2 separate regions of the Mus musculus genome follow, and region 1 is linked to region 2. A link is a contact called in public HiChIP or PLAC-seq data. All regions are on one chromosome and are shown on one strand. Each heading gives the region's core, a stretch centred on a gene start, on an enhancer-like site or on the middle of the called end of the contact. The rest is flanking DNA. Distances are from core to core; before and after follow the strand shown.

The links. HiChIP or PLAC-seq counts read pairs in DNA pulled down with a chosen protein or histone mark.
Region 1: a contact with region 2 is called in an H3K4me3 HiChIP or PLAC-seq map of embryonic basal ganglia, with 6 times the contacts expected there. The contact joins the promoter of Farsb here to the enhancer-like site in region 2. A contact is called at or near these places in 6 of 39 promoter capture datasets (the 3T3-L1 cell line, the C10 cell line, the SN4741 cell line and 3 more), 1 of 15 datasets of contacts at CTCF or cohesin (large pre-B cells) and 3 of 115 datasets of contacts at active chromatin or transcription factors (embryonic basal ganglia, embryonic midbrain and kidney).

The regions. Positions count from the first base shown.
Region 1 is chr1:78,485,020-78,491,863 of GRCm38.p6, reverse strand. It overlaps Farsb (phenylalanyl-tRNA synthetase, beta subunit), which reads left to right and starts at 2,967. Exons shown (of 17, transcript NM_011811.4): 1 at 2,967-3,079. The coding sequence starts at 3,022.
Region 2 is chr1:77,976,937-77,984,225 of GRCm38.p6, reverse strand. No RefSeq gene overlaps it. Among named protein-coding and RNA genes, the nearest start is that of Gm26263, 82 kb to the right of the region's middle. Within about 2 kb of position 5,360, at least 6 of the 459 cell types and tissues checked have an H3K27ac peak or open chromatin away from gene starts, as enhancers often do.

The DNA of each region.
Region 1 (6,844 bases), core at 1,718-4,217, 510 kb before region 2:
TGTCAAGTTGAAAATTAACACTAACTACCACCACAGTCAACATTCTTTTGATTTATATTTTACTTTGGGGTGTTGGACATGAATCCAAAGATGTGATGCATGCTGGATAAACACCCTACCAGGAAGCTGAATCCCTGGCCTGCTACATGGCTTTTAATGTTCCTACTGGGTTGTATCGAAACACTTTAACCAAGCCATGTTAGATGTTTCAGCTGTTTCATTTTTTTTTCTATATTACAAAGAATGATACCAGTTTTTTCTTTAGAATAATTCCAAGACTGAGGTTTCATGATGAAAGAGAAAACATGCTTATGAAAGTTATTATCATTGCCAACTTGTCTGGATTTAGAACACCTAGAAGCTGGGGAGGTACACAGCTGGCTGTGTTTGTAAAGGCTGAGTCCAGAGAGGTAACGATCTGTCTTGCATGTAGGTGGCACCATTCTATGGGCTAGAGGCCTGGATGGAATGAAAACATGAAGGGGGAATGCTAAGGGTGCACCCACATTTCCAGCCCTGCTGCCTGGCCCTCTGAGATGTGAACTGCCTCTCCTTGCCTTGCCCACCGTGACCAACTGAATGAACCTTTTGAAAGGATGCCAAAAATAATTTTTTTCCCCTTGAATTATTTCCGTCGGGTGTTTTTGGTCACAGCAATGGGAAAAGTAACTGGAGAAGTAGGGTCACTGCTGTAACTAAACTTGACAATGTGGTTCTTTGGCCTTTGGAACTGGTTTCCAGGAGGGGTTTGGAAAATGACACCATAATTATTAAAAGAGCTTGGTGCTGGCATTGAAACAGACACTCTGGCAGTGGATCCAAATATATGTGGAAATTTAATATGTGATATTACAAACTGGATGGGGAAAAAAGCTTTTTAATAAATGGTATTGGCATTGCTGTTTGAAAATAAAATAAAACTGGCTTGTTCATTAGCTCCAAAAACCAAAACAAATCTCAAAAAAGATCTGAGATTTAAATGGAAAAGAATTCTACTGATGTACTCAAAAAGGAAAACATGGTTTTTAAAAAATGTGTGGAGGAAGATTTTTAAAAAATACAACCTAAACCCCAGAATCAATAGAAAAAATAATTTAAATTGGGCTGGAACTTTGTAAATCTCCATGGGGAAATAATCCTTAAAAGTAAAATATTAAGAACTATTTCTGGTTTACTCTCCAAATAGCATTATTTACTTTGTTTCCCACATCCATCTATAATTTCTTAAAACACGCCTATAGTGACATATCAGGGGAAACAAAGCGGCATTTTAAATCCTCTTATGAAGTATGAGAGTTAATGTTATGGTCAAATGCCTGAGTTAATAGATCCCTTAATAAGTAGCCAAATACTGTTAGTTGTATGTTTCTGAGAGATGAGCATTTGAGTTGGTGAACTCAGTAAGTGCCCACTTACTGGAATTTAGGGTCAGAAAGCTACACGTGGGACTTGCCATAAGTGGAAATTAGTGCAGTGGAAAACTTATTAAGAGTTATGATGGCCTAAGTCTAGCCTCAGTTCTGCTTCCTCAAGTGAAGGGTTCTCACTTCCTCAGTGTTGGTCCTTGCTTTATTTTCTCTTGAGGAAGCAATGTTTCTGCTATGCCTTACAGGTTAGGTGAGTCCCACAGTCCATGGCTGTTTTATCTTCCTGCTTTGATGTATTTGTTTTTTCATGGCTGCTGAAAGGAAGTACTACAAACTTTTGATTTCAAACAGAAACTTGAGTCTGGTGAGGTAACTTATATTCTTGTCTTTCAGGACACCTTAAAACTCTGAAAATTTCTGGCCATCCAGAGCTACAGGATGAGTTCCAGGACTGCTTCAGCTATAGAGTTGAGCCTTTATCTCAAATCATAAAGAATAATGAATGAGATGAAACAGAACTTTGTTATATTCAAGTTCTGGAGGCAAGAAACCCAAAAGCAATTTCACTGGCCCAAATCCAAGTGTTTTGGGGGCTGCTGAATAGGCTAGGAGAGATTTCCCTCCTTATCTCTTCCAGTTTCGAAGACTACTGACTTTATTTTTTTTAGTGACCTTACTGGAATCACTGCCTTCCGCTTATTGAGTCTACAGTCAATTGCATTTAGGGCCCATCCTAATAACCTAGGCTAAGTTCCATCTCAAAACCCTTAGCTTATTCCACATAGGCTCTGATACCACATAAAGTAGCATTTGCAGGCTACACGGGATTAAGTCCTGACATCTCAGTGGCCCATGATTTGACGTACTGTCCCTCAGAGTTATTCTAAGGAGCAAATCTGCTCGTGCACTTTTTAGGCTGAGTACAGCATCTGACAGAAAAGTCCTGCGGTCTCTAACAACGCCTACCCACAGGGCTGCTGCTGCGTTCGAACAAGGCTCGGGTATAAAATCTGTAGTTTCAAGAGGGTTAAAGGATTAAGTAAAAGCCCGGCAGTGGTGGCGCATGCCTTTAATCCCAGCACTAGGGAGGTACGGATCTCAAAAGTTCTCGGAGTTCAAAGCCAGCCTAGTCTATAGTGCGAGTTCCAGGACAGTCAAGGCGACAGAGAAACCTGTCTCAAAAAAGTAAAAAAATGTGGCCTGTTAACAGACCTTGCCATTAGTATTTGCATATTCTTCTTTGCAGGAAGTCTTGCATCCGTTTACCTTGCTTTTCAAATACCTCTGGGCGGACTTCTCTACCTGGAAGTCCTTCCCACCAATCTAGCGCTCCGCCTACCCAACTTGGCATCTTCCCTAGGGCTTTGGGAAGCATCCAGGCCTCTGAGGTCTGTTCTCACTCTTGCCTGTCAAAATAGAGATAATTCCACCCGATTACACCTATTTTCCAAACTTTTTGGTTATCGTCACAACAGAACTATGTTAAATAATCCAGAGAGAGGTGTTTTCCTATATTCGGCTGGAAAACGGATGTGCAAATGGTTGAATTTAGACAGGCATCACGTGAGACAGCCCAAGAGCGGAGCGTCGGGTCCTTCACTCTAGGGTCGCTGAGGCCCCGCATGTGGCGCAGGCGCAGTGTCCACGACTCGCCATGCCGACTGTCAGCGTAAAGCGAGACCTGCTCTTCCAAGCCCTGGGCCGGACCTACAGTGAGTGCCCGCCCCGTGGCTTGGGCTCGGTGCCTGGGGAAGTCTGCTCGCCCTGCAGAAGAACGTGCTGGCGGCGTTCATGCCGCTACGTGGGGTTTGGCCCGGCACGGCCAGAGTCCTCAGGGGCGCGCTGCTGGGCGAGGAGACTCGGCTGCGCTGAAGTAGCTTCTCGGAACCAGCTCCGCGGTGGCTCCGTTGCATCATCAGCGCGTGTCGGGCTCTCCGTGTCATTCATTTAGAGACCGAGCTCCAACTCCGTGCCCAGCACGGACTTTGGTGTCGGGACACAGACGAGGAAACGTACCCTGGGTTCCATCACAACTGTAGGCTGTGGAACCAGATTGACAGCGAAGGGGAGACGTTTAAGAAAGATGCGGGTCTCACTATGTAGCCCAGGCTGTTTTCGAACTGTCGGTCTTCTTGCCTCAGTTTCTGAGTGCTGGGATAACAAGCGTGTGCCACCAAGCCCGGCATTGGCTTTATTTTAGTGTTGACCAGGCTCCAGAAGTGTGTCAGGCAGTGTTTGGGAGTAGAGCTGTGCACATGACACATACATGAGAAAAATAACAAACCATGATGTTAGTAAAACGGTTTATTGGACATGCTAAATGTTTCTGGGAAAGGAAACCAGGTTTTGTGCAGGGGTAGCATTTGATAGTTAACATTGATTTGACCCCTAAATGGAATCACTTCTATGGGCTTAGCATTCATGACACACTTCCCTCTTTCTCAGTTCTAAAACTAAACCATTGTGGGGGGGGGGGGAAGGGAGGTAAATATTAGTCAAATTATCATTTCCAACACAGATGTAGTAAGTTGAAATGGTATCAGCCTCACCCTGTAGTTATCAGCTTCTATAAAGGTCAGAGCGAGTGTTTTATGAGAGCCTCCTTGTTTTTGAGTATTAGAGGCCAAAATTAGAGGACAAAATGGAGCAGGTTCATAACACCACAGTACTGATGTCGTACAAGTAAACTTTTAAGATTTTTTTTTCCTAAGGATGGACTTTAGATATTACTCACCCCCTGTGTTTGTCGGATTTTGTCGTTGTTCTTTTGGAGACAGAACCTTATTCTGAAGTCCAGGCTGACTCTAAACTTGTGGCAATCCTCCTGACTCAGTCTCCCAAGTGATACAATTATAGTTGTGACCAAGGCCTTAGAAACAGGAAATCGCTTTGCTTTTGGAATGTGGTTTTAATTTCCTAACCAGTTTCCCTTATATAGTAAGCTTATTAATATACCTCACTTGCCCTGTTACTCTAAATCATATTCTCTCTCCTGGTGGTCACTGTCTCTGAAGTTCATATGATGGTGTGTGGCAAGATGAACAACTTGGAATCAGTTCCTAGTCAGACCCTTATCTATGGAAAAGTACCAGATTGTCCAAATTTTAAAAGACAATGAGGCTTATGACCTGCTCGCAATCATCAGATAATGTTTTAATACATTCCCTGGCTGTTTCCTTTTCCTTCCACTTTAAAATGGTGAGTGATCCAACAAGCTTGGTTTCCCCACACCGACTGTGAACTGTAGGCTCTTTTGAAATTCTTTCATACCTATTGATGGTATTTAAGGTATACACCAGATGGGTTAGTACTAATCTTCATTGTTTCTCTTGCCTTCTTTCTTGAAATCTTTTTAAATGTCAGCTCAGTGGTGGTTGGAGTTGGAAAAGGCTATTCACCAGAACAGGTAGTTTCCAAATGAAGTGTGGGTGTCATTTGTTTTTTGTTTTTTTTTTTGTTTTTTTCCATTTTTGTTTGCCTCTTTCTCTTTTTTTGTGCTCTTACATGTCACCTTATTGAGCCCTCTAGGGCTGCTGCCCATCTGAACCCCACTGTCATTTCCAGCTGCCGTCACCTTCCATTTCTCTTGGCAGTTTTTGTTGCCCAGGGCATTTCCTTTCCCCTGTTGCCCTTGGCGCAGCTCTGTCTTCCTAATCCTCCTTGCGATTGCCTTTCTGTTCAGTTGTGTTCTTGTTACTTACTTTTTGTTTGTTCTTTGATATTCATTTTCTTGTGAACTGGTTTCTGATTGCTCTTCAGCCTGGGCCCTGTTCTAGCTTGGTACAGTAAGTACTGTCAGAGCCACCTGTGTGCCACACAGGTTTTTAGGTTTACCATTTTATTGTAGGGACTTATTCATGGTTTTACTTTTGCTTCTTTCTTTCATTTAAGTTTTAAAAATATAGCTTAAAGGAATAAGGAATAAGATTCAATATATTCTAGTAATGCATACAATTTGATTTATTGCCATTTGGCTGACAAGATTTTTGCATATTACAAAGTGAGTGTTTGCTACTTAGTTTCTGATGGTTAAGATTTGATATTTGGTGGTCCTGTATTTTACTCCAAGTTGCAGATCTGAAGTGGGGTCAAGAGCTCATTGGGGCTGGAGAATCTGCTTCTAAGTTGTTTCTTAAGTCATCACCATCTTTATTATTATTTAGACTTAAACCAATTTATATGTATTAGTGTTTTGCTTTGCATCAGATGCGTGTCTGGTGCCTGTGGAGGCCAGAAGAGGGCATCAGATGGCCTGGAACTTGAGTTACAGATGACTGTAAGCCACCACGTGGGTTCTGGGAATCAAACCTGGGTACTCTGCAGTAGTAACAAGTGTTCTCAATTGCTGAGCCATCTCTCCTCTGCTAAGTTTCCTTAAGCGGTTTCATTAAGCGGTTTTGTTTACCCACTGATGTTTTCCAGTTCCTTCTACCTTGGCTTTTGTTAATTTGTCCCAGAAGGAGAACTCTTGAGAGAGCAGGTAAACGGGAGCGCTTAAGTACTATCCTCTGTGTTTGATAATTGCTCAGACATGCTATTCCATCCTTTTCCATATTCTGTTGGTGACAGAGACCAATCCTGAGCTTGCATAAGGGAACTAGATAGACAGGTATCATTGGAATCAGTCTCTCCACACAGTCACCAAATGGTTCTTGTTCATCCACATGCAAAATATACTTGTCCTAGAAGTGTCATCTTAGAGCACCATCCACAGTGAGACATCTGAACCTGGTTCTGACGTGGATGAGCGTCTTAGGATGTTTAGCATCTTGTGATAGATGAGTGCTGTCCGAGTGCGGAGAGGCTCAAGCACTAGGATGGGTGTCTCCCATACATCTAAGATGCCATAGAGAGACATAGCCGGCCTAACTACTGGAGGAGCCATTGGTCCACTACAGTTCTGAAACTGAATGGCAACTGCAGGATGGTCTTGATTAGGTCTCAGGCCTGGGATAATTCTCCATGGCTCCGTGCCTGCCCTCTAGGCTCTGATTCCACCGTCTGAGTGGCCCCAGAAAGCATGTGCTTCACAGCTGATTACCTTCCTTATTCTACTTCCTGTCAATAGAGTTTTAGGGGCTCAAAGACTTCCTTTTGTCTTTCTTCCGCCCCTTTCAGTTCAAGTTGGCTATGTCTGCCGAAGTGTTTTTTTCTAAAAACTTTCTGGGTCTTTGGTGAATTTTTTGGTGGATTCCTTTATATTAGTTAAAAACCACAGACTCCAAAAACCTCTGAAATTAGCTGTTTCAGTACTTTAAGTTTTTTCATACAGTACTCTTAATTAAACTTTATTGTTTGATTAATTGGATTTGTGAGGCACACCCTTACTTTCTTTGTTACACCTTTTGTTTGAACGAATTGTGCCTTTGATCTGCCTGAAGGTTTTTCAGTCAGACATTGATTCTATCTCAGGCCTAGGATTTGGGCTCTGTCCAGAACTTACTTAATTTCAGCATTGCTTTACATTTAGAAGGCCA
Region 2 (7,289 bases), core at 4,111-6,610:
TTTCTTTCTTTCTTTCTTTCTTTCTTTCTTTCTTTCTTTCTTTCTTTCTTTCTTCTTTTTTCTGCTTTGATGTAGCAATTACACCTTTTCATTTTGTTTCTGTCTGGTTTTGCTTGACAGTAGTACTAGGGTAAAGTCCAAAACTTTACTCAACACTGGGCTAGCATATGAGCTACAGCCCTACCCCTTACATTTCTTTAAAAGGTGAAAAATGAAAAATAAAGAAATGATATTAATCGAGAGAAAAACCTCTTCCATCTCATGATAATAGCTATTTTTGCATTTACTGTTTTTCTTCATCCACCTTAACCTCGTGCCGGAGGGGTGAGGTGCGGCTCTGTATTTTCTAGTATGTAAATAGCTTTTGAGATCGCTGCAGAAGTGTCCTCTACTGATTTTTTTGGGAAAGAAGCACCATGATTTGAGGCACATAATAAGGTGCGAATCTGTGATGCAATTGCTCAGCTTAGGAGAGAACAGATCTGTCTCCACTATCCCCCTTCTGCTCTGAGAATGTTTTGTTAAACATCTTTTCATTCAAAGTTTTTTTTTTGTTTGTTTGTTTTTGTTTGTTTTGTTTTTGTTTTTCACTGCAAGGACTTTCAATAAGAGTCTTAAAAATCTATTTTTAAACAGCCTCTCAGGTGGTAAGTAGTGAGTTAAAAGTCTCAGTGTCTATATCAATCCTACTATACTCTACTTAGGACCAACTTTTCTCATTGTTTGAATTAGTCCAATGTTAGTCTTGCTTTTAGAATTGAGTACAAATGTCCTCCTTAGCCCTACCCCCCTGTTTCCTCTCCTTAGCAGACTAAATGCATTCTCCTTTTAGGGAACCTACGCTTGACTAAAGGATGATATCTAAATCTAAGCTAGATTAATGGAATCTCGATATGAAGCTAGCCACTATTCACTCTTGTGCTTACAGAACTTCTCTTGCCTGTGCGTTCAGACCACCACTTTATTCTTTAAGATGTCCTTGTAAGGTAAATAAGAAATACTATTAATAGGTTGTAAAGCGAATACAAGGCTTGGTGTCCTGGCTGAGACCCAGGACTGATGCAGTGAATGGTGCTGCTCCGTTTTCTAAGACCTCTCCTCTAAGTCTCAAAGCCACTGCTGCAGGCATTGGATCAACCTTATTCGAATTCCCCAGGCATTATTGCCTTTCTTTCTGCTGTTCTTAATATTTGTATGATTATTTATCCTGTGCTCAGAGAGCGGTGGAAAAAAATCATTTAAGCCAGTTGTTTGGCAATATCTAGGAGAGGAGAAAGCAGTCGTGAATTTAATCTGTTCTTAGAACTAAAGTGATTTTCATACATGTCAAAAGAGTCAAACTAGTTTGTGCACGCACTCCCCACCTCAGACAGACTGCTTGTTGAGGGCGATATATTTCAGCTAGCTCCGGTATCTTTGGAACCTTATTTATAATAAAGCTCTTGGGAAAAAAAAAAAAAAAAACATGGGCAGAGACTAGAATTCCTCACTCTGCCCTGCTGATAGGTTTCTCTTCTTTCCCACTCATAGCAGGACTTTTCACGATCTCTGTACATCTCAGTATGGAGATTCAGATTCAGTCTCTGTCTCTTTTTGTCCATCGCATGGCCATCAAGCTTACAAAGTCAGTAACTTTGTAAGCTGGCGTTCCTCCAGGGACCCTTGGAACCAGGGTGTCTTGTCCTGGAAATCTTTTTCTTTGGCCCTTAATGATCCTTTGTCCCCTTTTCAGAGTAGGGACAAATTTAAAACCACAGCTGGAAGGAGAGGGATTTTTTTGGATAAAATGTAGTTTTGAAAGTTTTGGAATCAAATGCAGTTTTTGGAACACAGCTAAACAGCTCACCAGAGCTAGGTTGTGGGGTCCCTGGAGGTACGCTCTCCTGTGCAGCCTGAGTTGGTCATGTCTATTTAGGGCAAAATGCGGGAGAAAGTCGTTGTAAGGGCAAACTCGACTTGGCAAATTAAAAAAAAAAAAAAAATTGGACGGGATTCGTTAGTAGAAACGCAGCAGATTATTAAACAATGAAACCTTTTCAAGTGAGAGATAAAGTAATAGAAGGTGGCAGGGGAGAGGCAGGAATGTAAAGAGAAAAATATCAGGGGCAGACCCTGATAAGATCTTCAGGAATCTGAGACAGATGGGGTGCTGGCTTGTTGTGCTGTCTTTTTTGCTCAGGACTGAGTTCTGGAACTTTCCAGTAACTTCTGCTGTGACACAGACCCCACCCTGTTCCTCTCCTTTTCCCATCTTATCCTGCAATGGGGTGGGGGTGGGGGTGGGGGGTGGGTTCCTATTCCTGACACCTTTGGTTGCTGAGAGGCTAAGACCACATTCTTGTCTGGCCTGTTTGACCACCTGAGAGTCATTAAGCAGTCTCTCCTCTGGTTCCAAAATTCTGTTTTCCTGGAACATCTTGTTGAACTGGAAGGTCCAGGCAGTTGAGAAACCACTACTCACACCTGAACAAATCAGTCTGTTTTTTTCCTGAAGTGTAGTACACGCTTGCCTCCTGGCACCCGCTCAGGTAAATGGCAGATCCAATCATCTGGCTGAAGCAGACCGTGGTGAGGTCATTATCCTGAAGCACTCTGTTAGGAATCTCAGGGAACCAAGGACTGCTAGTCTAATTAGGCAAGCAGTTCACGAGGAAGAGGCCAGAAGAAGAAGAGATTTGAGGGTTATCCAAAATATGTTTAGAAAAGGCCAGTCTACCAGCAAAGGGGGGGGGGGGTGTCTCCCAAATAAAGAGAAGTTCTGGAATATTAAACCTTTTTACGACATATAAGCAGAGACAGAGACAGAGAGAGAGGAGAGAGTCAGATGGAGAGAGGGAAAGGAGAGTCAGAGAGATGGAGACAGACAGAGAGAGAGAGAGAGAGAGAGAGAGAGAGAGAGAGAGAGAGAGAAAGACAAATTTCCTCATTGGCATAAAGTGGTACCTCTTAAAGCCAATGGCAAGTGCATGAAGTGTTACTCTGGGCCTTGGCACTCTTGCTGGGAGTATCTCCAAAAAGACCCAGTCCTCCATCAAGAAGCAGATGTACACGGGAACAAGACAAGAAGGTAGTTGTGTTTTGGTCTGGCCTAATCTCACTCACTTAAGAATGCTAAGATTTAAGCCAAACTTGTTAGCTGGTGATCTTCCAGCTAGTTGGAAGGCTGAGGCAGGAGGATCCCAGCCACAAAGCCATCCTTGACAGTCTGGTAGCCTGGGTAACTTACTGAGACCTTACCTCAAAATAAAACTTGAAAATAGGATTGAGGGTGTAACTCAGCTGTAAAGAGTTTGCCTGGTATGCTCAAGGCCCTAATTACAGCAAAGATTTCCCAGTGCCAGTTCACTCTTTGCCTCTGTCTGCCCTTCTCCAAACAAGGCCACGTGTCCCTGCCCCAGATCAGAGACTAGGCTCCTGAGTGCTGACTCGCCCATCTTTTTTCTCTTGTCAAAAAAGAAAATGTCCATGTCATTAACAGTCTGTGCTTTTTGACATTTTTTATTGGCTATGTTATGTATTTACATTTCAAATGTTATCCTCCTCCCAGGTTTCCCTTGAAACCCCTCCTATCGCCTTCCCCTTCCCCCTGCTTCTATGAGGGTGCTCCCCAACCAACTACCCACTCCAGCCTCACCTCCTTAGCATTCCCCTGTGCTGGGGTCTAAGCCTCTATAGGACCAAGGGATTACTAGATAAGGCATCCTTTGCTACATAGCAGCTGGAGCCATGGATCCCTCCATGTGTACTCTTTGGTTGAAGGAGTTTGCAACCCCATAGGAAGAACAGCAACCAGGCCCCCACCCCCACCCCCCCCAAGAGCTCCCGGCTTTTTGACATTTTCAACTTTAGATGATATATGATTGATATTGAGAACATTAGTTTATTCTGGGGGTAAAAGTTTAGGTTAAGGTAAGACCAACACAGGTTTGGCTTTGGGCAGACATAGAGGTATAATTGCTTAGAGTAACCTAAATCATGAGCCTTAACCCCAGTGATCATCTCTTTGATTCTCTTTCCTTCCTCCCCTCCTCCTCCTCCCCTCTTCTTTTCTCTCTCCCTCCCGTTCTTTCCCTCCTTAGCCCACTTTATCCTCCTCCTGAAACTTTTTGATATTTTGAGATAGTATCGCACTATGTAGATCAGATTGGCATTGAACCCGAGAACCTTCTCTGTCACTCTCCGAGTGCTTGGATTAGACATGGGAACCACCATGCTGGGCCCTGATGGTGGTTTCTAAAATGTTGAAAGAACGAGCACACCACTGGTTTTTCAATGCTGCTCTTTTCTTTTGATCAAAATGCTAAATGCGATAGCTTCGGCTCACTGGCTCACTTTATGTCATTTAAAAGATGCTTTTAAAATTTTATGTGTATAAATGTTTGTCTCTGTGTGTATGTAACCCACATCCACATGCATGACTTTGCCTGTAGAGATCAGAATAGGGTGTCAGAACTCCAGGAGTTGGAGTTAATGATAGTTGTGAGCTACCATGCGTAGGTGCTGGAAAACAAACATGGGTCTTTTCAAGAGCAGCCAGTGCTCTTAACTGCTGAGCCATCTCCCCAAGTCGTATCATTTTATGTTATCTTATGTGCAATGAGCAAAATTAAGGAAAAATCAGTTTGGAAGAGACTCATCAGTGGGACTTGTGCACTGGGAATGTGTCTGTATTGTGCTTCTCGCTTCTATGTTACTTCAGCTGGCACTGCAATGAACAGGCTTATTTCAGGAGACAGTTTTAAAACACAGTTACATTTTATTACTCCTTTAAAAGTACATTGGCAAAGTCCACATCACCAAGGAGTGTGTTTAATTTAATCTTTTACTGAGTGTAGCCCTTGTCCTGTTTATGACCCAAGACTGATGCCTCAGCCCATAAATGTGGCTTCTCTGAAGCCATACTGAACATACATGCAGCCCTCCGACAAGACAGCATTTAACAACCTTTTTTTTTTTTTTTAACTAATCGAAAATTGCTTCTCTCAAGTTCCCAGAGAGGCATGGACGCTAGCATGGCCCACGCTTTGCTGGAAAAGCACAGGATGTTTTAGAGAAGGTAGTTCTGACTGCTGGAAAACATCTTGAATTGTTGAAGGTCTAACAGACTCGAGAAAGCCCCGGAGAATCAATGGAAGAACAACACGATGTAATGGCTTTTAAAAGATGGGAACCAGAATGAAAAAAAAAAAAGCTTTAATTCATTTCAGAAAGAGATGTCAACTCAGTGTTTGTGGATAAAGTTGCCAGATAATCTTTCTCAATTCCAAATTCATTTTTGGGGGTTTGGAAACCAGACAGTGTCAGGCACCAAGAAAAGTCTCAAACAGTTGGCGCCATCTAGTGGTTGTGAAGGACAAAGCCAGAGCGCGAACCGATTCCAGGCTAGTAAGCCCACACACTTCTGGAAATAGCCCTGTAGCTTTTCTGCACGGGATTCGGGTTTGCATGGTAAGTACTTTTACATACTGGGTTGTCTAGGATGCTTTCCCAGTAAGCACTTATCATAATCCTAATAGTGAAGTGGCTCACCCTTTCTAGGATCTCAGAGAAGTATCTGATTCAAGGTCATTTGGATGAAGTGAATAGGCGACAAATTGAAGTTTTCTGGTAACTATTCAGTCGTGGCCTCTCCAAAAGCACACAGCATTCTCAGAGAACACTTAAAAGGGAAAGTAAGCCCTTGGAGAGATGGTCCTTGTAGAAGATCACATCTCAGTTCCAAAAGTCCCAATAGGAGCCTCACAATTGCCTGTAAACTCCAGTTGCAGAGGCTCCAACACCTTCATTTGGCTTTCTCGGGTACCTGCACACACGTGATGCATGCTCAAATAAATATGAAAAAAGAAACTCACAAATATGAATCCATTTGACCTTTGTGTAGCATGTATACATGGGTTTTCAAAGAATTATTTTAAATATACTTTATGTATAAACCAAAGGGCAGAGAGACCCTTCCATCGTGGAGTGAAAGTTCCAAACATGATGATGAGCATATTCGTCTCAGCTCCAAACTTCGTCTCTGCAACTCCCTCCATGGGCGTTCCACTCCCAATTCTAAGAAGGGGCAAAGCGTCCACACCCTGGTCTTCATTCCTCCTGAGTCTCATGTGCTTCGCAAATTGTTTCCTATATCTTGGGTATTCTAAGTTTCTGGGCTAATATCCACTTATCAGTGAGTACATATCATGTGAGTTCTTTTGTGATTGGGTTACCTCACTCAGGATGATGCCCTCCAGGTCCAACCATTTGCCTAGGAATTTCGTGAATGCATTCTTTTTAATAGCTGAGTAGTACTCCATTGTGTAAATGTACCACATTTTTCTGTATCCATTCCTCTGTTGAGGGGCATCTGGGTTCTTTCCAGCTTCTGGCTATTATAAATAAGGCTGCTATGAACATAGTGGCGCATGTGTCCTTCTTACCGGTTGGAACATCTTCTGGATATATGCCCAGGAGAGGTATTGCGGGATCCTCCGGTAGTACTATGTCCAATTTTCTGAGGAACTGCCAGACTGATTTCCAGAGTGGTTGTACAAGCTTGCAATCTCACCAACAATGGAGGAGTGTCCCTCTTTCTCCACATCCTCACCAGCATCTGTTGTCACCTGAATTTTTGAGCTTAGCCATTCTGACTGGTGTGAGGTGGAATCCATCCCATAATCAGCCTCTAAATGCTGACACCATTGCATACACTAGCGGGATTTTGCTGAAAGGACCCTGATATAGCTGTCTCTTGTGAGACTATGCTGGGGCCTGTCAAACACAGAAGTGGATGCTCACAGTCAACTATTGGATGGATCACAGGGCCCCCAATGGAGGAGCTAGAGAGAGTACCTAAGGAGCTGAGGGGATCTGCAACCCTATGGGTGGAACAACAATATGAACTAACCAGTGTGCCCCCCCCCCCCAGCTTGTGTCTTTAGCTGCATATGTATCTGGCCTTGTTGGCCATCCGTGGAAAAAGAGGCCCAAAGAGGCCCATTGGTTGTGCAAACTTTATCTGCCTCAGTGCAGGGGAACGCCAGGGCCGGGAAGTGGGAGTGGGTGGGTGGGAGAGTGTGTGTGTGTGTGTGAGGGTGTGAGGGACTTTTGGGATAGCACTGGAGATGTGAATGAAGAAAGTACCTAATTAAAAAAGAAAAAAAGAAAAAAAGAAAGAAAGAAAAGAAGAGAAAAGAAAGAATGAACATATTCTTATACATATAAAAGAAAGCAAAGCAAAACAAAAACCATGGCAGCCCCCCCCCCCAATATATTGCAGTTGTGTGGAGAAAAAAAATGGGTGTATT